4 separate regions of the Mus musculus genome follow, and regions 2, 3 and 4 are each linked to region 1. The links are chromatin contacts, called in public Hi-C and HiChIP or PLAC-seq maps. All regions are on one chromosome and are shown on one strand. The core of a region is the stretch at or near the end of the contact, and the rest is flanking DNA. Distances in the headings are between cores, read along the strand shown.

Region 1 (5,380 bases), core at 1,772-4,271:
CTCATGGCCCCAGAAAGGGAAGATAGAATTGTTCTTTTTATTATTGTTATTAATGAAGGGTTCACCTGTCACAACCTCCTGCTGTGATAGCCCTCTGCTTCCCTGGGGCATGGGAAGGCCTTCCAACAGGCAACTTGACTAGATCCTTCAGGGATGTGCAAAGAATTCAGGTCTGGAAGGCAGGCAGGATCTGACTGTGGTCTGGAGATGTCACTTAACGGTCCTGGCTTGGTTTCCCCTCTGAACAGCCAAGGATTTTGCTCGTTCAATTCTCCTTCTATCCAAAGGAGAACAAACATGGAGCAGAAACCAAATCCACCAAGGCCACGGTCGTTATGACCATAGCAATATCAACAACGAAAGAGGAAGAATAAAACTCCACAGATCCACGTCTAATCTCACCTCCACCACACAGATTAACACAGCTACTCCTCTCCCTGTCTTCCCAGAACTCAGGACAGCCGATGTTCCAACTTCTCAGTGGTGATCTCGATCTTAGGAATTTCTAAACCAAGATGAGCCCTTTAAACACTGAAATGGAAGGAAATCAGGAAGCCCTCATCAAGGTCTGGTCGCACACATAATATAAGTTCATTTATCTCTACCAGCGTCATTTCATGGCTCTCGGTAGCTTTTGTCCTCTTTGTAGACCTCTGGGGTAAAGGACATTTGGGGCCTACACATGTTTGCAGAACAGGCTGGTACATCCTGTCCTTGCTACAGAGCCTGGCACATCGGTGGCAAAACAGACTTCTCTTTTGACACACTTTCTTTCAGGAGTCTGGTGGCTGCAGAAACCACCCCAGCCTTCGTCCCCTGCTGGCTGCTAAACTGCCTCCTGGAGCCCCCTGGTGGCCAGTACTATATTCACACCCCCCAGCCATACACTCTAGGACAAGGAGAAAATACCCTTAAAAAATCCACTCAAAGGTGAATCACTGATATGTATTACCATACCCGCTGGCACCCTGCATGTTCCTTGAGGCTGCCCTGGAAAATGACACCTTTCTCTAATGTCCCATCCATTTCTTATCCTCTGGTGTCTTCTGGGTACCAGGCTGTGTTGGTAGAAGAAGAGTAGCAAGCTCCCAGGGAGCTTTCCAGCATATAACAGAATGATCAGTCCCACACCCCTAAGCAAGCCCTGGGGACTGCACCAGTTGCCTCAGGGAAAGTGGAGACAAAAGGAGGGCAGAGGTGAAGAGTCAACCAGACCTTGCCATCTTTCCCAAGACTTCAGAAGGGAGCCAGGTAGAGAGAATGAAAGGCATTCCATGGAGGGGGAGTCTAGTGCTCAGGAAGCTAGAAGCTCTCAGGAGGGAGAGTGACAATGGGCCAGTGACACATGCAGGGATAAACGGAGAAGGCTCTTTCTTGAAAGCCTTGTGTATCATTGTGTCAGCACTGACTTTTCTAAGCATGCTGTAGGCTTCATACATCATTTGATTCCAACTTCACAGACGCTACGTAGGCCATCCATGACCCACCAACTCAACGCAGCCTGACTATGAGGAGATGATCAGAAGCACCCAACTTCCTGGAAATATAAGCTCTAGGGGCTGGACAGATGGCTCAGTGGTTAGGAGCACTTGTTGCTCTTCCAGAGGACCTGGGTTTGATTCCTAGCCACATGGTGGCTCACACCCATCTGTAACCCTAGTCCTAGAAGATCAGGTACTTTTTTTGTTTTGTTTTGTTTTGTTTTGTTTTTTGCCTCTGTGAGCACTATATGAATAAGACGCACAGATATACAAGCAGGCCAAAAATGTTCATCACACCAAAAAAAAAAAAAAAAAAAGGCAAAAATTTTAGAAAGAAAATATAAGAACCAAGGAAAGCCTGAAACCTATCCCTACCACAAGGAGATTAGGAATCTGGGCCCACCTAAGGAAATGTGGTCCCGGAGCAGAGAAAGATGGTTCTTAGGTAAGAAGAGCTAAGAGAATCCAAACAAAGTGTGGGTGTGTCCTCTAGTGAAAGCTGTGCATCAGTACTGGCTCACCCACTGTAACCAAGGTCTCCCACCAGCGTGAGTCTACAGTAGGGGGAAGGGTATGAGATATACATGAGGACCCTGTATTAGCCCCATATATTCTCTATAAATTCAAGTCTTCTCCAAAAAAAAAACAAATTAAAGCCTATTTTAAAATTATTACTGTTCACCTAAATATCTAAAGGAAAAGAAATGAAGGGATCTTTTAAAAGAACAAAGAAAGAAAAACCTTTGAGACAGTCTTTCATTGAGCCTAGAGTTGTGTTTTCAGGCTACATTGGCAACCAGTAAGCCCTAGTGACGTGACATGGATGTTATTACACATGTGCCCACACATGTGGAGATCAGAGGAGAACTTTCTGGAGTCTGTTTTCTCCTACCATGGGTTCTGGGGGACAGAATTCAGGACACAGGCTTTCATAGTAAGTAAGTACTTTTACCATTCTGTCAAGCCAGTCTTCAGCTTCCGATTCTGCCCCTTCCACTTCCCATTGCCTGGGCCTCCCGAGTGCTGGGACCACAGGCTTGCACCACGATGCTCAGGCTTATGCAGTACTGGGGTGGCACCCAGGGCTTTGGGTACACTAACTGGGTGAGCTCTCTGCCATCTGAGCCTCTTGGTTTTACACAAAGGTTCCATGTGATGAGTCACTAAAAATGGTTCTACGGTGATTTTTCCCCCTGTTTTATTTTCACATTTGAAGCTAAGATGGTTGTGGTGGTGGAGGATCCTCGGCTGTGTCCAGGGAAGGAAGGACACGGGTTTTGGAGTGAGCAATCTGGCAGGCTCAGCGTGAATCACAGACTGGTTGCGGGCACTGGGCCCTATTGAGATTTGCCGGTGATGCGTCCAGAGAGAGGAGGAGAAACAAGCAAGAGAGAACCAACTTCCCTAAAAGGAGAAAGCAAGAGGCCTTGTGTAGGACCCCTTGGATCCAGCCACAACCAATCAAATGTATCCACGGCTGAGCCCCAAATGTACGCCTGGAACAGGCTGGGCTGGCCCTCTGCAGACCGGCCTGACAGCTAGTCAAGGGAAAACAACCGCAGCACAGGAGGCGAAGCAGCTGGCTGGGGCCCTGGCTAAGGGAGGGGAAAGGCTTAGAGGGAGTTTCCTGAGAGCTGAAAAGAGCTAGGGTGTTTCACACAGGAGGCTTGGAAGCTAAATCTTGAATCCCAGGCAGAACAAAGGAGATCCCACATCAGTCTGAGGGCCATCCAATCCCTGATCCACAGTCCCTGGACCATACTGACTAAGGGTCCTGGGACTGCATATCCAACCACGCTCCCTGAATTTTGTAGCTTCCCCTGGTCTCCATGGTCAGTTAAAATCAGGACTCAGTGTGCCACCTGGAAAAATGCTTGCTATCTGCATTCCTCGAAGCTAGGGACATGTCAGCAAGTCCAGTCACTCCTCCAAAGGCATGATATCATTCCACATAGCCTGGCAAGCAATCTCTCTAAAGAGACTTCCTCCTCTTCCTCTTCCTCTTCCTCCTCCTCCTCTTCCTCCTCCTCCTCCTCCTCTTTCCTTTTGAAACAGGTTCTCATGATGGAGTCCTATCTAGCCTAGAACTCACTATGTAGACCAGGCTGGTGTTGAACTCACAGAGATCTGCTTCTGCCTCCCAAGTGCTAAGATTTAAAACACTCACTACACCTGGAAAAAAAACCAGACTTACAATTTCTCAGCCAAAGGTTATAACAGAATGTGCTACAGTTAAGGATATTTGGTACAAAAATGTTGTTTGTATTCCTCTTTCTGCTGCAACCAATTACCACATATTTAGTGGCTTAAAACAACGCACATTCATTATTTCACAATGGTGGAGGTCAGAAGTCACAATAGGTCTCACTGGGCTGGAGTCAGGACGTCAGCAGGCCCATGTTCTCTTCTGGAGGCTCTGAGGAGAATCTCTGCCCTTCCCTTTTTCAGGTGCTGGTGGCCTCCAACATGGCTTGGCTCATGGCTCCTCACCCTGTGTTTACAGTCTGTCCTGTCACATATCTCTGACCTCTCGTCCCTGGCCACACCTCCCTGTAGCTCTCAGGTCCCTCTCCTCCACTTTTAAGGTCCCTTGCCAGTGTGGGCACACACACCTGATGATTCAAAATCATTTCTATTTCTACAGTCACTCGATTGATTACCTTAATGATAATTTGACTTTTACTGTTAATTTCTCATCATCATGAAAGGCCCTAGGGATTAATATGTGGAATTTGGAGGGGCCATTACTTACTGGACTGCCCTAGCTTCTCATAACCCATGAAAAACATTGAAAAGAAGAATTAGAAGATTGAGGTCGGGTGTGGTGGTGTATTCCTTTTACCCCAGTACTTGGGAGGCAGAGGCAGGTAGATTTCTGTGAGTTCAAGGTCAGCATGGTCTATATATATTGAGTTCCAGGACAACCAGAGCTCTGTAAAGAAAAGAAAACTAAAAGATTGATCTGATTCTTGGTGTCACAGTTTTCAGCCCATGGCAGGAGCTCCATCACTCTGTGTAAGGAGAGCGCCTCCTGACAGCTGCTGACCACGTGGCAGAGGGAGAGCTGGGGAGAGGACCCTCTCCAAAGACTCAACAGTGGCTTAATTCCTCCAACTAGGTCTGATTCTCAACAGTCTATTAGGCTATGAACTTAAGTGTAGACTCACACACTGATGAAGACAGGACTCCCATGGTTCAATCACACCTCAACAGCACCACCAGCTGGAGAGCAAACCTTCAACCCATAAGCTTTTAAGGGTGTTTAATCCTATCTGCCACCTACCACACTCTCGTCTTCTTAAAAACAAATCATAGTATTTATTTGTTTGTTTATCCATCTATTTATTTGTGAGTGTGTGTGCATGTGTGCACACACATGTTTGCCAAGGTGCACATGTGGAAGTCAGAGGACTCAGTTTCTCTCTCTTTTTGATCATGTGGTTCCAGGGGTAGAGAGATTTATAGGCAAGCACCTCTCCTTGAGCCAGCTTTCAGGCCCCACAACTGACCATGTCAAGTCAAATTACAGGAGGTAATAATCCTGTCTCCAAAAAGAAAAACAAAACAAAAATCCCCATTTCATCAAACATGGACAGTAACTATTTAATTTTAGACAAAGTCAATGAAGTGGACACCTCTAATCTTCAGAGCACAACACTCCCCTGCTCAGACCCTACACTGGCTTTTCTGTGTCCTTGAAAAGATTCCTAAAAGCTCCTTTTAGACTTTAGTACCTCACCTCTCACTAGTCTTCTAGCACCTCCACGTTGTTGCTTTTGGGGTCCTGGAAATCATGTGTCTGTGCCTGGAGCATTTGGGACATTCATCTTCATGATTCTCTGTGGTGGTCTGAATATGCTTGGTCCATGAGGTGGCACTATTAGGAGGTGTGGCCTTGT
Region 2 (5,380 bases), core at 1,888-4,387, 450 kb before region 1:
ATCCAGGCAGGCCATGAGCCTCGCTCCTCAGCTGGGTGACAATCATGGACTCAGCAATGGCACATGTCCTGTCTCTTATATGGACTCTGCTTGTCTCGTTGATGAGTTCTACCTGATATGGGTATGCCTTGGAATCTGTAGTTCACCTCCATTACATAGGAACACTTACAGCTCCATCTTCTTTGGACTCTGATATGCTTTGGGACTACCTCAGGAGTGACTGAGTCTTCTATGTAACTTCTAAATCAACCCATCGAAACAAAACTGTCTCAGGCTGCCAGAAGTGTAGGAGATTAAGTAGAAGGATCATTTTCATGGGGTTCCAACCAATGATGAGCTTCTGAGAACCTCAGAGCTTTGGGACGCAGAGTGAACTGAGGTGGGGTTGCAACAATCAAAAGGTTGCGTAGGCCCTTCTTACCATTCCAGTCTGCTTTCTACTGCGGTGGTAAAACAGCAACCAAAAACAACTTTGGGAGGGAAGGGCTAATTTGGCTTGTATGTGTTAGTCCATCATTAAGAGAAGCCAGTGCAGGAACTCAAGCAGAGCAGGAACCAAATTGGAAACCTCGAAGGAATGTTGCTTACTAGCTTGCTCCCCATGGCTTGCTCAGCCTGCTTTCTTATACAGTTGAGGTCCAGCTGCCCAAGGGCACCTCCCACAGTGGGCTAGGCCTTCCCACATCAATCATGAACTAGGAAAATGTCCACACAAACTTGCCTACAGGCCAAATCTCATGGTGTCATTTTTCTCACAAGGTTCCTTGTTGTCAATTGGCTCTCTCTGTGTGAAGTCAGCACACTTGGTAGAGAGAGATGAGCCAGCAGAGCACGGGCATAATCTGGGTGCCAGCTGTCCCGACAGAACAAATGATCTGACAGAACTGGGTACAGCCTGAGGGATTGCCGTCTTACACATATTCTCACTTACAGCACATGGAGGCGAGATGGCGTTCTTATACCTATCTTATTAGAGATTGGATTTGTGGAGCTGACATTGTTTTTTTTTTTTTTTTTTTTTTTTTTTTTTTTTTTAGAAAGTCAGTAGACAAGGATTCAAATCCATGTTATTCTACTTCATAGCTATGAGCCGTTGAAAAATTGCCCAAGTTGGAGTCCAGTGCCCTCCTTAGGAAAGGAGAGATGGCAATACAGACCTTGCTGGAAAACTGTCAGGATGAGAGGCAGCCCCATGGAGACCGATGCCAGCTACTTGGGAAGTCTTTGAAGGGGTCTGTCTTCTTTATAGGCAGCATAGCCCTGCACTGGACACCCTTCGCTGGCTCCCACTGTCAAGGTCAAAAGAGCTTTCGAAAGAGTTCAGGTTTTGCAGGAATAGCAACCACACATATGACCTTGACTGAGGGGTTCTGGGTTTTGCTTGTTCTGTTTTAGGTTTGGGGGTGGAGAGCATTGTTTTATTTTGAGACAGGGTCTCAATGCATCCCAGTCTAACCTTGAAATTGCTATGTAGCTGAAGATGTCCTTAAACTTGTGAACCTACAGTGCTGGGGTTACAGGTGTAGGACACTAGACCTGGTTCACAGTGTGCTGGAATGGAGCCAAGAGCATCATGTACAGTCCCTTGGCTTCAGGGTTTTTTTTTTTGTTGTTGTTGTTATTTGACAATTTTAGACAGCTGGCTGAATTCACTATGTTGCCCAAGTTGTCCTCGACCTCATGATCTTTCAGGTTGGCCTCCAAAGTTCTGGGGTTACCAGCATGTGCTTGTAATGGTTAAAAACATGAAGCCAACCAACCCTAGTAGTCTCTTCTATCCAAGCCGCCGGCTTCCAGGAGTGTTGACATGGCAGTTTGCTGCCCTCTGCTGTCCACAAGAGGAACGTACTAAAGTGGGTTTTTGTTGTTTTTTTTTTTTTTTTGGTTGGTTGGTTTGATTTGGTTTGGTTTTATTTTTTTAATTTCCAAGAACCCTGTGGCCCCAGGTGGCCCAGCCATACAAAACTTGCTCTACTTCTCTGAAAATAGCCCCAGAAATGGTAGTGCCAGGCCTGACTGTATAGTCTGAGGGGCCCAAAGACCTTGGTAAAATGTGTGACCTTGCAAGTTGTCCCCTGATTTCCATGAGTGTTACCCCTCCTTCTGCCTCCCTCTCCCCTCTTCTCTCTGTCTCCATCTACCCCTTCTGTCTTTCTGTATCTGTGTCTCTTTATGTCTCTGTCTGTCTCTGTGTTTCTCTGTGTCTCTGTCCCTGTATCTCTGTCTCTGTCTCTCTTACATGCACACACACACACACACACACACACACACACACACACACACACACACACACACACCAAAGACAAAACCTTTAAAAAGAAACACAGGAGGTTTTCTTTTTAAAACATGGTATTAAGCTAAGCTTTGGGCACTTATAAAGGTGACATCTTTATGTCCACCTGTGCCTTATGCCCTGAAACTAGGATGTCCTCATTTCTACCTGCTCCTGACATTAAACTCCTGGGCCACTAATCCCCTGAAGGATTTCCAGACGTTGCAAGATAGTAGATGGAGGTAAGTCTCTCCCTAACAGGATGGTCTTGTAAACAGAATTCTCTCGAGCAGACTCTATCACAAATCCAGCCTCTTTCCAACTCACTATTAAGGCCGGGGAGGGGGGGGGTAGGCAAAATCTCAGTACCCCCGTCCAGGCCCTGGGAGTCAATTCAGTCTTAGGCGCTGGTCCAGCAGAGATTCAGATGTCAATTCTGAACAGAGAAAGCTACATTGAGGACAGAGGAGACTTAAGACTATAGGGTGAGAAAATTCACTTAACAAAATTCTCCGAGAGATTATTCCAAAAGAGACCATGGGCCCACTGCTGTCACCTGCTACAAGGTAACTCGGTGTACATCTGGGGAAGAAGGAAAAAGGACGACGCAGAAAGACGCCAGGAGGGTTGGTGGGGGCGGGGCATGGCGCGGGCATCTCTGTGAGGGAATCTTGGCAGTGAGGTGGGGCAGCCTGGAGTGGATTCGGGGAACTGGTGATGTGTAAGGGGAGTGAAGCTCAAGATTAGCAGCAGTGGGAAATCACGCAGGCTCCAGACGGAGGCATAAGCACCCAGGGACCGCGCACACCGAGCCTCCCTCAGACTGGACCTGAGGGCATCACAAAATCAACTGTGCTGGTTCAGAGAATCCCTGGCTTCTGCACAGCTTCTATTCTTAACGTCTCCTGGCCACACAGACTGACAGGCAGCTGTCACAGGAGCGGGAGGGAGGAAAGCTCACAAGGTCAGAGCTCCTGAGTGACAGGACAGGCAAGGGTTGGGCATGCGCACACTCCACCTAGCGCCAGGGCTCATCTTCCGTGTCTATCTCTGTGGCCATGTGAAAAAGCCCTTAGCCTTGTTTCTTTGTCCTAGGGCTCTCTGTGGTCACCGTTCTCACTCTCCCTCCTCTGCCTCCTCCCTCCCTTCCCTCCGCCCCCACCTCTCCGTCTGTTTGTTTCCATCTTTGCTTTTTTCTGTCTAACTTTCCATTCTCCATTCTCTCTGCCTCTTTGTTTCCCATTAATGTGCTCACTGACGTCAAGGCCATTATGTGCATTACGTATTATTTTCCAATAAATATTTCCGTACAGCCGACGACAGTCGTCCATTTCTGTTGGTGGTTTTGCCCCCCCCCCCCCACCCTGTGGTTTTTAATCACTGAGTCTGTTGCCTGCCATCAGCTGCAGTCAGAGAAGAGCAAACGGACAATTTCACAAATAATCGACTCATGAGGTTTTAAGTTACATCCCAGTTTGAACACTGTGATGCAATCTCCAGCTGCTCCATCCTCCCTGGGGCATGACTGTTCCCTCTGTCCAGGGCATCCACAGTGTATATACTACCTAACCGTTTGTTACTTAGTAAGCCATCACCCTAACTCTGCTATATCTCCATGCTTGTGCTCAAGTCACCTTAACTCTACTTAACAGCATCCTGGAGCACCAGAGAGAGCATCAAGTGTGGGAGGATCCATCAACTCTGGGACTCTGTGGTCATGCTATAATTAGGACATCTTTGAAACTGCGGTTTCACACAGTCAATGAGAATCTTGGACTATGGCCCTCCTGAATAGAAAGAGAGAAGGGTATGCAAGCACAGCGTGACCTCTAACCTCATTCCCACCTCTGTGCCCAAATGTCCAGATGTGCTGACAAAAATTAATCCAAACTCCCTTTACTTTGTGACTAGATTCGAGACTGACCTCATGAGAAGACTCAGCAACTATAAAAAGGAAAAGACAATGTAACTCCCACATCAAGGGAACTGATACAATGTTCACTCAGTAAGACTTCTGTTCACAGAAATGATTACAGACACATCTGCTGGGTGGACGCCACTTGAAATGCAGCTATCCGACAGCACTGAAGAGTGAAGCCAGTAGGCAGGCTCTGGGAAAAGCCAGGCATGAAGCAGAGATGTTACTGAAGTGTGATCCCTCCCTGCTTCTGCTCTTTGAGCCTGGGGGTACCCAGTGGTGTATGAGCTACTGCTGGGACTGGTGAAAAGCAGCCATCATTTTGGTCCCTGAAACAGAAGGTTGCATTCAGAACGATGACAGCTGACAGACCAGGAAGGTTGGGAGCCTGAGACACCCTGTCCCCAGCCCTCTCTAAATGCTACCCAATCCTGCCGCTGGCTGACCCCTGAACCGAGCATGCTCAGGAAGAGAGGAAGCGTCTCAGCTAAGGACAAAAACACCTTAGAAAGAAGCCACTGCTACAAAATAAGGCTAGTTGGAATTCAGTGGAGAAAGCCCCAGTGAAGGTGGGCATGAAGGTGCAGCATCCCAGGAGCAGAGGGGAATTGCAACAAGTGAGCTGGGCTGCACAGGAGTTCCAGGTCAGCAGGGTCAGATCCTGTGTTAAAAGTAAGGGGTGCAGACAGACACTTTTATTGTGAAGGGAGAGGCAAACTGTCTAAATTTGCAGATGACAAGGTCCTATAATTCTTTACAAAAAGCTATTCAACTTAATAAACAATTTTACAAATGGTGGATACAGAGTCAGGCCACAAGTCGAATGAATTCCCATGTATTCACATGGGTAGATTAAAATGAGGTTTCAAGAAGAAAAAGGAAGAGGAGGAGGAAGGAGGAGGAGGGGGGAGTGGAAGAGGAGGAGGAAAGTGGAGAAGAAGGAGGTGGAGGGAGGTGGAAGAGGGGAGAGGAGGAGGAGGAGGGAGGAGGAGGAGGAGGGGGAGGAGGAGGGGGGAGGAGGAGGAGGAGGGGGAGGAGGAGAGGAATCACATCTTTTAAAAAGATAAAACAGGCTTTATTGTGATTTAAGGCTTTTGCTCCTCAAATGGTCAAGCTAAGAAACTGCAAGGCAAGCCAGAGAAGGAGAAAAGATTGGCAAGGCATCTATGCAAAAACAGGCTTGTATCCAG
Region 3 (5,380 bases), core at 1,708-4,207, 420 kb before region 1:
GAAGCCAGGACAGGAACTTTCACATGGCAGGAACCTGGAGTCAGGAGCTGATACAGATGCCACAGAGGGCTGCTGCTTACTGGCTTGATTCCCCTGGCTTGTTCAGACTGCTTTCTTCTAGAACCCAGGGCCAGCAGTCCAGGAATGTTACCATCCACAGGCAGTCAGAAACCCTGCTGGATCTTACTGGGCTAAAACCAAGGTATGGACTAGCCAGGCTGTCTCTCGTTGGAGACGTTGAAGGAAATCTGAATCTTAGTCTGTTCTAGTGTCCAGGGTCACTCAAATCCCTCCTCTGTAGCTCTTGGTTCCAGTCCTTCTGTTCCTTCTCCATCACTCTTCCCAGAGGGTTGCACTGGACTCAGGTGGTAAATATAAGCTATCCTCCCATCTGAACCTTAGCCCCTTCCTGCGCCTCGTGAGTAGTGTGACATAGTCACAGACCCCTTAGATACAGGCATGGCACTCCTTGGGACAGCACGACTCTGCCTAGCACAGTTGCTGACAAAGCAGACATAAAGGCTGTTAAGAAAAAAGCTTCTGCTTCAGTCAAGTGGATGGAACCTCTGGCCTGGCTGGTGACCTAACACTGCTGGGCATGGACAAGGACCTGGCTAAGGGGCTGCCCTTCTGGAAGATGGCACGACTCCTAGGAAAGGCTTCACCTAAAGCCATGCTAAAGAGAAAGGAGTAATAATTGGTGCTTTAATGATACATTATACTTTTCTCCCACAGTTCCTGCCCCTAAGGCAGCCGAAGACTGGGACCACAACTGTAGGGCTCCAGGACCCCGCCCACTTTCCTGAATTACTGAGAAAAGCCTAATCTTTCCTTTCCTCCTTCCGAACCAAGCATGCTTCCTCGGGTTTCCTTACGCTTTCTCTGAAGCCCTTCGGTCTGACCTTCATAGCAGTTTAACTGAAGTGGCATGGCAAGCAGTGCTGGCATTTGCAGTTTGTCTGCCCTGTGGACTTCTTTATAAACTCTAAAGCAACTGTCTTCTCACTCCCTTTGGGTCCATCCTTAAATTCTTTTATTAATGACACTAAGAGCTCCAGAACTGTTTCCCCGGATCACTGCTTCTGGTAGCTTCCATCAGAATCTCCAGGTGCTGGAGGGCAATTCAGACCCTCTCTTCAGTTTCGCTGAGTTCTCCTAGTCTCTCCCAGTCTCTCCAGCAGGCTCTATCCTAGGCTCAAATTACAAATCTATTTTCGTTAAGCCTCCCCCGGTGTTAGATTCTCTTCTATCTAGTCCAGATATTCCAGGAGCCACTTCACCTGTCACTGCCTCGTCTCTGTCATCAGAACAATGGCACGGGCAGCGAGACCTCGCATGTCTCATCTTTACCAGAGAGAGTGACATGAACAACTGCTGTGGAGCAGTGGGGACTGGAGCACAGCAATGCACATGCAAGCTGCAAGCTGCAAGCTGCTGTATTGATGAAGCACCGGCCACTACTTCTTTTAACTCCACAACCAAAACACTGACCAGGACAGAGCCTCAAGTCCTATCTACAGACACCTTCCCCAGTACAATCAATAAACATGATGATGGCCATCAATTCAGTCCACATGGGTGCAAATAGCAGGCTGGCTTTTTCCCAGGTAAACAAAGCAGGATGCTTCCCTGGTTTGTGAGTTCCATGACACATCTGGCATATAAGGTGTAACTACTCAGACAGATACAAACCCACCACTCTCCACAAGTCATGAGCAGAGACACATTATGGAATTTCCTCCAGAAACCAACAAAAAAGAAGTTACTAACACGCTGAGTGGATTAAAGGCTCCAAGATCTGTTTGTAGGCAAGTTCTGGAAAGCAGGGTAGGGGCAGAGGCAGGTGTCAAAGGCAGGTCAAACAAACAAAAATATACCAACAAAAATATACCGCTGGGGCTGGGGATGTAACCCAGTCGGGAGAGTGCTCGACTACTATGCATGAGGATTTAGGTTTAGTCTTTTGCCTTCATAAACCAGGAATGTTGGCACATGCCTATAATCTACACATGGGATGCAAAAGCAAGAGGATCAGGAGTTCAAAGCCAGCCTTTGCTACATGAGACACTTAAGGCATGGCTTCTCCTCATTGTCCTCTTATTCAATATACCTATTTATTCAAAGCTATGGTTCACTGTTCAATTTCATGGATTAGGGGTTGGGGGGGAGACCTGTGCTTTGGGGCAAACATGAAAAATGCAATTATCAGTCCAGTGTGGTAGTCCATGCCTTTAATCCCAGCTCCTGGGAGGCAGAGGCAAGTGGATCTCTGTGAGTTCAAGGCCAGCCTGGTTTACAAAGAGAGTTCCAGGACAGTCAGACTGTTACACTGAGAAACCCTGTCTTGGGTAGGGAGAAAAAAAAAATCTTTAAAATGAAGCCTGGTCTAGGTGTGTGGGATCCAGACCCTGAAGAGGGGACAGGGCAAAGGGCCAAGGACAGAGAAACTGTCCCTGCAAACCCTGTGGCCTCTGGAGAACTGGCTACAAGGGAGCTGACAGCCCACATAGAAAGGACACTTGGCGGTGTCACAGGCTAACAAGGCAAAGCTTGCTGGGTGAGTAAGGAGAGAACCCCTAAGGTAAAGACATAAAGGGGCAGGGGCAGCCTGTGGACATACCCTTCCAACTTATCTCCCTTCATTTTTGAGTGTGCAGAGGGCTGGGCAGGAATTATGAGGTTATAGAAATGAAAACCATCCAGGACTGTCCTTGACAAGAGCCAGTGTAATGGGAACTGATGGATGGGCCGTTTTCAAACCACCACTTTGAATCTCCCCTCTGCATCCTCTCTGAGCCATGATCAAAGGACCAAGATTTCAAATTGTGAAGCAATTTTTTCCCAATGGCAGCATCTGGCTGCTTGGCAGGCGGCACCAGGAGCTGGGCCTTGCTGTGGGCGGCTGTCCAGGCCTGCCACATGGTGAGGCTAGGCCAGGCAGGGCACGCCTTGCGGGCTTTGCAGCTGCTCCCACAGGCGCCAAAGGACAATTGCTCTGCACAGGGCAAAGGGGCCCTGAGAGACTGAGCTTAACTAGGGAGCGAGGGGGTAGGTTTGGAGAGAGCTGGCAGCCCCAGAGCCCTCCCACACTGCTTCATTTGCATGCCCACCCCACAGGATTCAGGGGTCTGGGCAGGGGAGGCCTGCGTTGTGCTGGACACCGCTCCAGTTAGACAGCCTGCCTATGGGGACAGGGAAGGAAGGGGCTGCCAGCAGGGAAGTGGGCCCCTGAGTGCAGCCATTCACTGGAGTCTGTGTGCCCTGACACAACACCACTGAAGCAGAGGCCACAGCTGTTTTAAATAAGAATAACAGGAATAAACTCAGCCAGCCTAGCTCTTCAACTTACTTCCCACTAATTATGGCATATATTTACATCCACAAAATAGACGATTTTTAAAAACACCACCGGGACCCTTTATTGTGCAGACTGCACACCCCCATTTGAATTTCATAAACATTCAGTACTTCAAAGAATCTTAAAAGCTTGCTCTAATTACAATAAGCCTCGTCTGAAAAGGCTGTCTGTTTGCATTGCAAATTTCCCACCAATGCAAGTATTCATTTACAAAAATGCAATTAATATTACCCACACAACTCCAGGTAAGGACCCACTGTAGGCTTCAGGCTGGAACTGTCATAGACTCAAGGTCTTAGCCCTACCAACTAAGTCTCTGTTCAGACTGCTTGCTTTCCAACTGAGCCAGGTAATGAAGTCCTGGGCGTCCAGCGGAGGTGGCCTGACCTTACCTAGTTCATCAGTGTACAAAGAATGCTGCCACTTTCCCAGGTTGTTGCTTATTTAAGAGGGACATTCCATCCATGAAATGTCCCTCTTAAATAAGCAACAACCACCAGGCAACCAATCACACACAGTGAAATAACAGCTGTACGTGAATAAGCTATAGGTTACCCAGTGAAACCTGCATGGCAGATACACATCACCAGTACTTTGGTACACAAGCGTTCCAGTGATCTCATAGACACTAGCTCTGGGATTTAAATTTAAATGGGAAGGCCTCAGTGTTAGTTACTCCCCCAATAATTCTACTAATGCTAATGAGTCATCTTTACTAAAAAGAACAAAAACTAAGACATATCCTCAAATGCTGACTGCTGTAAGAAAATGTCCTAATTGTATACAAATACTGTATCCATCCATGTACAACCCTCAGACTGGGTTGACAGGTAACTGGGCCTAGAGTCTGTCTCACATTTTATATCGTATTCTTTTATCTTCTTGAATTACTTGTAACTAACTTGTATTACTTTCAAAAGATTATAATTTTTATTCTTTTCCTGACTGTGTGCATGCACGACTGCGTACATGAGTGCAGGTGTACAGGGAAGCCAGGGGTGTTTGATCTGTGGGAGCTGGAGCTACGGGTGGTGCTGAGTCACCGACTGGGTGTTGGGATCTGAACTCTGGTTCTCTGGAGAAGCAGTTCATGCTTTCAACTGCTACGCTCCAAGCCGCCTTCTCTCTAGCCCCCTACTTTTAAATGTGAGACAGAGTGGTGATAATGGATCTTGATTGAGCATCCAACAGACTAGAGGGTTCCTTTGTGACTAAGGGTGTCAACTCGGTTTTAATGGAACTACAAACAAGAACAAAAAACAAAACAAGTGTGGGAAGGACATTGCCCCTCTGTCTGTCCCTGTCTGTCCCTCTGTTCAGTGGCAGCTCTCCTAAGACAGTGATAATGTTTAAACACACACAGGAATGGCTGCACCCTGTCCTCAGTTTTGCTAGCAAACACAGCCCAATGATCCAGGAGAGAACGCAGTTGAGGACTGGCCAGCAGCTGGCAGAGGGATTCTCCCAGCGTGCTCTAGGCAACTCCCAAAGGAAGAGATTCTATGTGGCTTCTACAGGTCAGATAACTGACTCACCTTTTCTCAGGTTCACAGAATTCTCTGACATCTGTATGGTTCCCAAATTAACCTCACTTTTTAAATTCCTTTAAAAAGTGGTTATGCAGGCATGGTGTTATATAGCTTTAATCCCAGCATTTGGGAGGCAGAAGAAGGCAGATAGATCTTCATGAGTTCAAGGCTAGACTAATCTACATAGTGAGTTCTAGGGCAGTCAAGGTTACATGATAATTAATTATGTAAAATTAAGTGAGCATGAACATATTGTTATTTATAGTGAAAAAAGCATTATTTAAAAATATAGTAAAGGGGCTGGAGAATAGAGGATCTTGTTTGAACTTCCAGCACCCACGTGGCAGCTCACAACTATCTATAACTCCAATTTCAAGGACCTGGAACACCCCACACAGACATATCTACAGGCAAAACACCAATGCACATAAAATAAAAATAAATGAATCTTTAAAAAAAAAAGGAAATAGGGTAATACATATCTTAGTTCCTA
Region 4 (5,380 bases), core at 1,944-4,443, 340 kb before region 1:
AGAAGAAACCAGAGATGAGCTGGGTGAGCTACAGACAGGGCTGAGAATGGTGAGGGAAATGGATCGAAGGCCAAAGCAGGCCCAAGGCCCACGGTTCTATTCCTAGCACTGCACAAACTGGGCACAGTGGAATATACCTGTCATCTCATCACTTGACAGCTGGGGGTTTAAGGATTACGGACCAAGAGAGATCATCCTCAGTTACATTGCAAGTTCAAGGCAAGTTTGGTCCATATAAGAAAAAAGAGGGAGAGGGAAGAGAGAGTGCATTTGAGTCAGAAAAAGACCCCCACAGGGTGGGGGGTGGTGGGGGGGGGTAAGCAGCAGTCTCCTGTCCCAGCCCTGCATCCTGGATCTGACACGGACCTGGCAGAGCTGGAGCTCAGCCAACAACAGAACAGAAAGAGGAAAGACTCAGTGGACACGTGGGCTGAGTGCTGCCCATGCTCTGCCCATGCCAGCTAGGTGGGCTTCTCTTTGAGCTGGCCACAACACCTCTGTGTGCAGACATTGATGTTTATGCATTTCATTTCAGAGAACACAATGCAGGCTGCTTTGATTAAATCACAAAAGCAGGAGGTATCTAACAATAAAGGGTTCAGTCAGCGGTGAGAGACCAGCACTGTCCTCTGGGCCAAGGCCCTGGGACCTGAAGCATCATTCCCCATGTCTGATGATGAGGAGAGACCAAGTCTCAGCCTTGAGTCCTTACAAAGCCCAGAAGTTAAGGATGTTATTATCAAAACTGCAGGCCAGCAGCAGAGCACCCAGTAGGACAGCCAAGACCATCAGGGAGAAGCTGTCTTACTTCCTGCAAAGCAATGGACAACATAAACTGAGAAATAAAGAGCTGAGCAGCTTGTCCATGAATTCAGAAATTAAATGAATGATACCAGAATGCAAGAAACAACATGTTAAAATCCACTAAAAAGCGGGCCATGGTGGTGTACATCTTTAATCCCAGCACTTGGGAGGTAGGGGCAGAGAGATCTGAGTTTGAGGCCAGCCTGGTCTACAGAGCAAATTTCAGGCCAGCCAGGGCTACGTAGAGAAAGAAGGAAAAAAAAAAAAAAAAAACAGAATCCACTAAAGATGTTAATGAAATAAGCAGTAGAATTTGCAAGAAATGTGAAGAGTGAGCCAAGTCCCCTCAAACCTACCTAGGTCTCCCCACCTGCAGATCACATTGTCTATCCACTGGCTGCTCCTGCCAATGGGGTTGGCCTCTGCCCTCATTTAGCTCATCTCTCTCACCCTCAACCAGGACATCATTCACTGAGACTCTGTTCAGTTTCCAAGGATAATCCCCTGATTCACAGAGCACAGGGGCGGGGCTTTTGCACATCCTTTCTCTATTGGCTCCCGGACTTTATCTATGTTCCAGGGCCTAGCCCTCTTGAGTGCTCAATCTCAAGACACCTCCACAAACCCATCTCAGCAAACCTCTCCCTCATCCAAACTGTCCATTAAAAGCCCTTGGCTGCCATACTGGGTGGTTCAGAGAACTGGAAATGGTCTCTGCAATCTGATGGTAACACCGTATGTTATGTTCCTATCTCAGGAATTGTGTAAGAACAAGACAGGTACAGACACCGGGGTAGGGTAGTACTGGAATACGCTGACTCCAGTGTTTTGTACATTGTGAATCCTGTCTACCAAGGGGTGGTAAGGAGCTGCAGACCTCACGTTCATACCTCATCATTTCTCGTGCAACAACGGAGCTTAGTGAACACAAATCTAGAAGGGCATTAAGGAACATTACCAATTTATATTCAAAATCAGCAAGAATAAGAACAAACCCTCAGCACAAAGGCACTGGGATGAGACGTGCCTTATGCTCCAATCACAGTTGGCATTAATGACTCAGAAGAATTCTGTATCATCACCTCCAACCTACCTTCCATGTCCAGGGCAGTCCCCAGTGAGATGGGTAAGAGTCTCCCCCAATGAGTGAAACTCAAAGAGAACTTACAAGGGAATAGAAAGGAGATGCTGGGATGAGTAACTCCTAAATTCTCATAGATTTTCTGGGCTGGGTACCATGAGAAACTGTGGGAAGTCAATGGTATAGCCAAGACTATCGTGTAGAAACTTGGGTATTATTCTGGCTCAAAATAGACCAGTGTAAAATGCTGTGTGCTGTGCTTCAGTTTGGGGGGACAACCCTGAAACAATACCTCCAAATGCACCTGCACTATGACACACTCACCAGCATCAACAAAGTGAAGGTAGTAAGGCATCAGAAGGCATGGTGTGGGCATGGCGGTGCCCACCTGCAATCTCAACACTTGGGAGGTAAAGATGGGAGGAGCAGGAGTGAGTTCAAGGCCAGTATCTCAGCTATATGAGCTACACCAGACTGTGTCAAAACAAACAATCAACCAGAAAGTGAAAAGGGGGGAAAAACATAAATTTTTCTTTCCAATATTTAAACAGCAATACAAACTTTCAGTGATGCTGCGTACATTCCATAATGGTATCATCTGTAGAACTGGTGCCTAATACAAAACAGAATTTAAGCAGCTCATTCTACTCCATCTTGCTCCCAAGTGTTTGAGGCAGGTTCCAAAAACCCAAGATGAAAACAAAAGGCAAGAATCCTACCAAAGAGAAGATAGATGTGGAGTGAACAGGAAAAAATGAAAATCAAGAAGAAGGTTTCCTGGGCTGACTGAAACTAATGAGAAAAAAACCCAAGGTGAGACTCATTCACTTAGAGTCGTGTGTGTGTGTGTGTGTGTGTGTGTGTGTGTGTGTGTGTGTGTGTGTGTGTGTGTTGCATGTATATAGGTACATGTATATGGAGACCCAAATGCCATATGTCTTCTTGATCATTCTCCATTCTGTGGAGTTTTGAGGTAAGCCTGGTCTACAAATGAAGGCCAGCCAGAATAATACGTGAGAGTCTGTCTTTAATGGGGCTGTGAGTAGGAGGTAGGGTTATATCCACTACTTGAGCCGATTTCCTCCTAGCTTTCACTTAAAATTTTTATTAATGAATGTTCCTTTTAAAACACAGACATACAACACACACTTCCAAATACACCTCATATCCTCATTTTTGTTGTTCAAATGTGCTAGGCATTGCAACTCATTAAAAAAAAAAAGGAAACTGTACCTTTAAGAAACTCAGCTCATAAACACCAGGCTTTGGAAACCAGGGTTCAGCAAAGAGGAGCCAATAAAAACCCTGTAACTTGAAACCAACCCACACAGCATAGGAAGAAAGGAGCCCAGCAGCGCCCAGTTTGCAGGACAAGAAGCTAATTGACCGGAATGTCTGCTGCATAAGCTATAAACTAAGTACATAAAGAACAATATGAACATACAGTTAAACAAAAAGGCCAAACTCTCCAACACCACACTGTGCACTAAACAAGCGGGATGATTGTTTGAGGAGCCGCCGGAGGAAGAAGGGATAATTAGCGTCCTTGTGAATCAAGTGTCTGCCAGGAAAAGGTCTCCATCCATGGAGTGGCCCTGGAGCAATGGCACCTTTTGCCCTTAAGAGTCAAGCTGGGAGTTAGGGGGATGGTTCAGGCAGAAAGAAGGACCTAGCAAATCCATAGCACCTAACCCGTGGTGTGGGAGTGAGGCCCAGATCCCAGCACTGAGACAGGACACACAGAGCTCACTGGCCAGCTAGTCTAACTGAATGGTGAACTCTAGCCCTATGAGATACTCAGGCTCAGAAAATAAGGTCAGAGAGCCACTAAGGAAGACACCCAACATGGACCTTGGGCATCTACACAGGCACACAGGCAGGAGACACATACACAGAGCCAAGGTTGGGTTTGCAGGACCGTTTATTGACAACCATGAAGAAGGTAAACATTCTTCAGGCAAAGTGTGTGAGTAGAGCCTCACACTCTACTGTGGCCACCTCTCCTTCTGGAACACACAGTCTTCAGGTTTCACCAGCTGCCACTTTCTATGACCAGGAAGGGTCATTTTCTCTCATTTATTGCCTCACTGGCTTGGGATAGAACAGTCTGTGCCAAAGGGGTGGGGGAGGGACCAAAGCATCCACCCAAGTCACCATGACACAAAGAGAGCCTACAACAAAATAGCATGTCCATGAGAGTTTATCCAGGGCTCAGAGAAATGGGACCTCAGATCTGCCTCATTCTCTCACTGAACATGGAAGTGGGTAATCTTCACCTTTCTGGTGCCTCCTGTAGTCTCCAGAAGAAGCTGCAAGGTAGAGAAGTGGGTACCTCAGGACCCAGAGTTTGCAGATCCAAGTTCAAATCCCCACCCTCCCTGAAGAGCAGTGTCCCCAAGCCCCTCATTTACATGGCTTTCCTTTTTGATCACGCTATCCTGCTCCAGCACAGTTGAAAGCACAAAGAAGAGACTTTTAATTTTAAGGCTCTGAATTTGACACAGATGTGAGCCTATTACTTCATCTATGATACTCAGAAAATGCCAGGACAGTCTCCTTGCTATGCAAGGGATGCAGACAGACAATCAGAAGGTGCAGTACCCCACTGAGAACTCACAGGCTAGCTGGAGTCAGACTATACAGGTTGAGTGATAACGCCGGGGAAGTCGTATGTCACTGGAGATAATGAGTCTAAATGTTATTATTTGATTCACTCAATTCTTCTGCACTCAGGAAACTCCACTGGGTTCTACCCAGAAGGTTCACAGCCTCCAAAACAATAACAACAGATCACAAGAGTGGCACCTCCCAACCCCACCAAGGGGATTCTCGGAGACAGAGGGTTGAGAAGAATTCCCTCCTGGGCTTTAGTTACTCTATGAATTTAAGCTATGGGGATAGCTACAGCCCAAAGGAAATCAAGTCTGCAGTGACAGGAGAACTTGCTACGGCCTTTGAAGTGCATTCTAAAAAGGAAAAACATGGGAGCTGTGACTTGAGTCAGAAACCCCTAGGCTCTGATCCCCAAGCCCATGAACCTGAGCCCCGACTGCTCAGCAATATGAATAATGGGTTTTTATCTGCCAGGCCCAGCACTAACCCTTTAAACAAAATTTCTTCCAGTTCATGTTTAAAGCAGCCCTACAGGAAAAATAATTTCTTTCTCTCTCTTGCATGACATCAAGTGATGAGCTTGAAGTTTGAGCAGCTGAGAGGTGAGACGCACTCTGAATCCACACTAGTTTTTATCCCGTCTCGATCACTTATTTGTTTGGGCTGTATCCAATTTACACTCATAACATCTTGAAAATCACACATATAATCTTTGCCAAAGAACCAAAGATACCATGGATCCCCATACTCTGGGAATTCACAGATAACATTTAAAAAATGTAATCCAATATACAATTCTCCAGAAAGGCTTCATGAATTTTTTTTAAAGTATGACAGAAGTCTAGAATAGCCCAGACAGCTCCAATGAGTGCTACATACATA

The links. Hi-C and Micro-C count contacts between places; a contact is called where the count stands out from the background. HiChIP or PLAC-seq counts read pairs in DNA pulled down with a chosen protein or histone mark.
Region 2: a contact with region 1 is called in a Hi-C map of myocytes, with 2.6 times the contacts expected there. The contact joins two enhancer-like sites. A contact is called at or near these places in 1 of 15 datasets of contacts at CTCF or cohesin (stem cell-derived epiblast-like cells), 10 of 484 Hi-C or Micro-C datasets (the HL-1 cell line, the N1E-115 cell line, Sertoli cells and 3 more), 2 of 115 datasets of contacts at active chromatin or transcription factors (astrocytes and embryonic basal ganglia) and 1 of 9 other capture datasets (embryonic stem cells).
Region 3: a contact with region 1 is called in an H3K27ac HiChIP or PLAC-seq map of stem cell-derived neural progenitor cells, with 9 times the contacts expected there. The contact joins two enhancer-like sites. A contact is called at or near these places in 1 of 39 promoter capture datasets (embryonic stem cells), 1 of 15 datasets of contacts at CTCF or cohesin (the NIH/3T3 cell line), 76 of 484 Hi-C or Micro-C datasets (the 63-12 cell line, the AML12 cell line, B cells and 47 more) and 8 of 115 datasets of contacts at active chromatin or transcription factors (embryonic basal ganglia, embryonic stem cells, epiblast stem cells and 4 more).
Region 4: a contact with region 1 is called in an H3K4me3 HiChIP or PLAC-seq map of craniofacial prominence, with 5 times the contacts expected there. The contact joins two enhancer-like sites. A contact is called at or near these places in 2 of 15 datasets of contacts at CTCF or cohesin (the NIH/3T3 cell line and large pre-B cells), 11 of 484 Hi-C or Micro-C datasets (3T3-L1-derived adipocytes, the HL-1 cell line, embryonic stem cells and 3 more), 12 of 115 datasets of contacts at active chromatin or transcription factors (the NIH/3T3 cell line, cardiomyocytes, craniofacial prominence and 8 more) and 1 of 9 other capture datasets (embryonic stem cells).

The regions. Positions count from the first base shown.
Region 1 is chr7:112,465,437-112,470,816 of GRCm38.p6, reverse strand. All of the region lies in intron 1 of Parva (parvin, alpha), which reads right to left. It overlaps Gm45998 (a long non-coding RNA gene), which reads right to left. Exons shown (of 2, transcript XR_001778261.2): 2 at 4,908-5,380. Among named protein-coding and RNA genes, the nearest start is that of Gm45998, 17 kb to the right of the region's middle. Within about 2 kb of position 3,021, at least 162 of the 459 cell types and tissues checked have an H3K27ac peak or open chromatin away from gene starts, as enhancers often do. A contact at or near this core is called in the C2C12 cell line, the HL-1 cell line, cerebellum and 10 more, where this site is marked.
Region 2 is chr7:112,916,453-112,921,832 of GRCm38.p6, reverse strand. No RefSeq gene overlaps it. Among named protein-coding and RNA genes, the nearest start is that of Rassf10, 35 kb to the left of the region's middle. Within about 2 kb of position 3,137, at least 51 of the 459 cell types and tissues checked have an H3K27ac peak or open chromatin away from gene starts, as enhancers often do. A contact at or near this core is called in muscle stem cells and myocytes, where this site is marked.
Region 3 is chr7:112,881,663-112,887,042 of GRCm38.p6, reverse strand. The region is part of intron 10 of Tead1 (TEA domain family member 1); the gene reads right to left. Among named protein-coding and RNA genes, the nearest start is that of Rassf10, 70 kb to the left of the region's middle. Within about 2 kb of position 2,957, at least 111 of the 459 cell types and tissues checked have an H3K27ac peak or open chromatin away from gene starts, as enhancers often do. A contact at or near this core is called in the C2C12 cell line, cerebellum, embryonic basal ganglia and 7 more, where this site is marked.
Region 4 is chr7:112,805,479-112,810,858 of GRCm38.p6, reverse strand. All of the region lies in intron 2 of Tead1 (TEA domain family member 1), which reads right to left. Among named protein-coding and RNA genes, the nearest start is that of Tead1, 130 kb to the right of the region's middle. Within about 2 kb of position 3,193, at least 109 of the 459 cell types and tissues checked have an H3K27ac peak or open chromatin away from gene starts, as enhancers often do. A contact at or near this core is called in the HL-1 cell line, craniofacial prominence, muscle stem cells and 1 more, where this site is marked.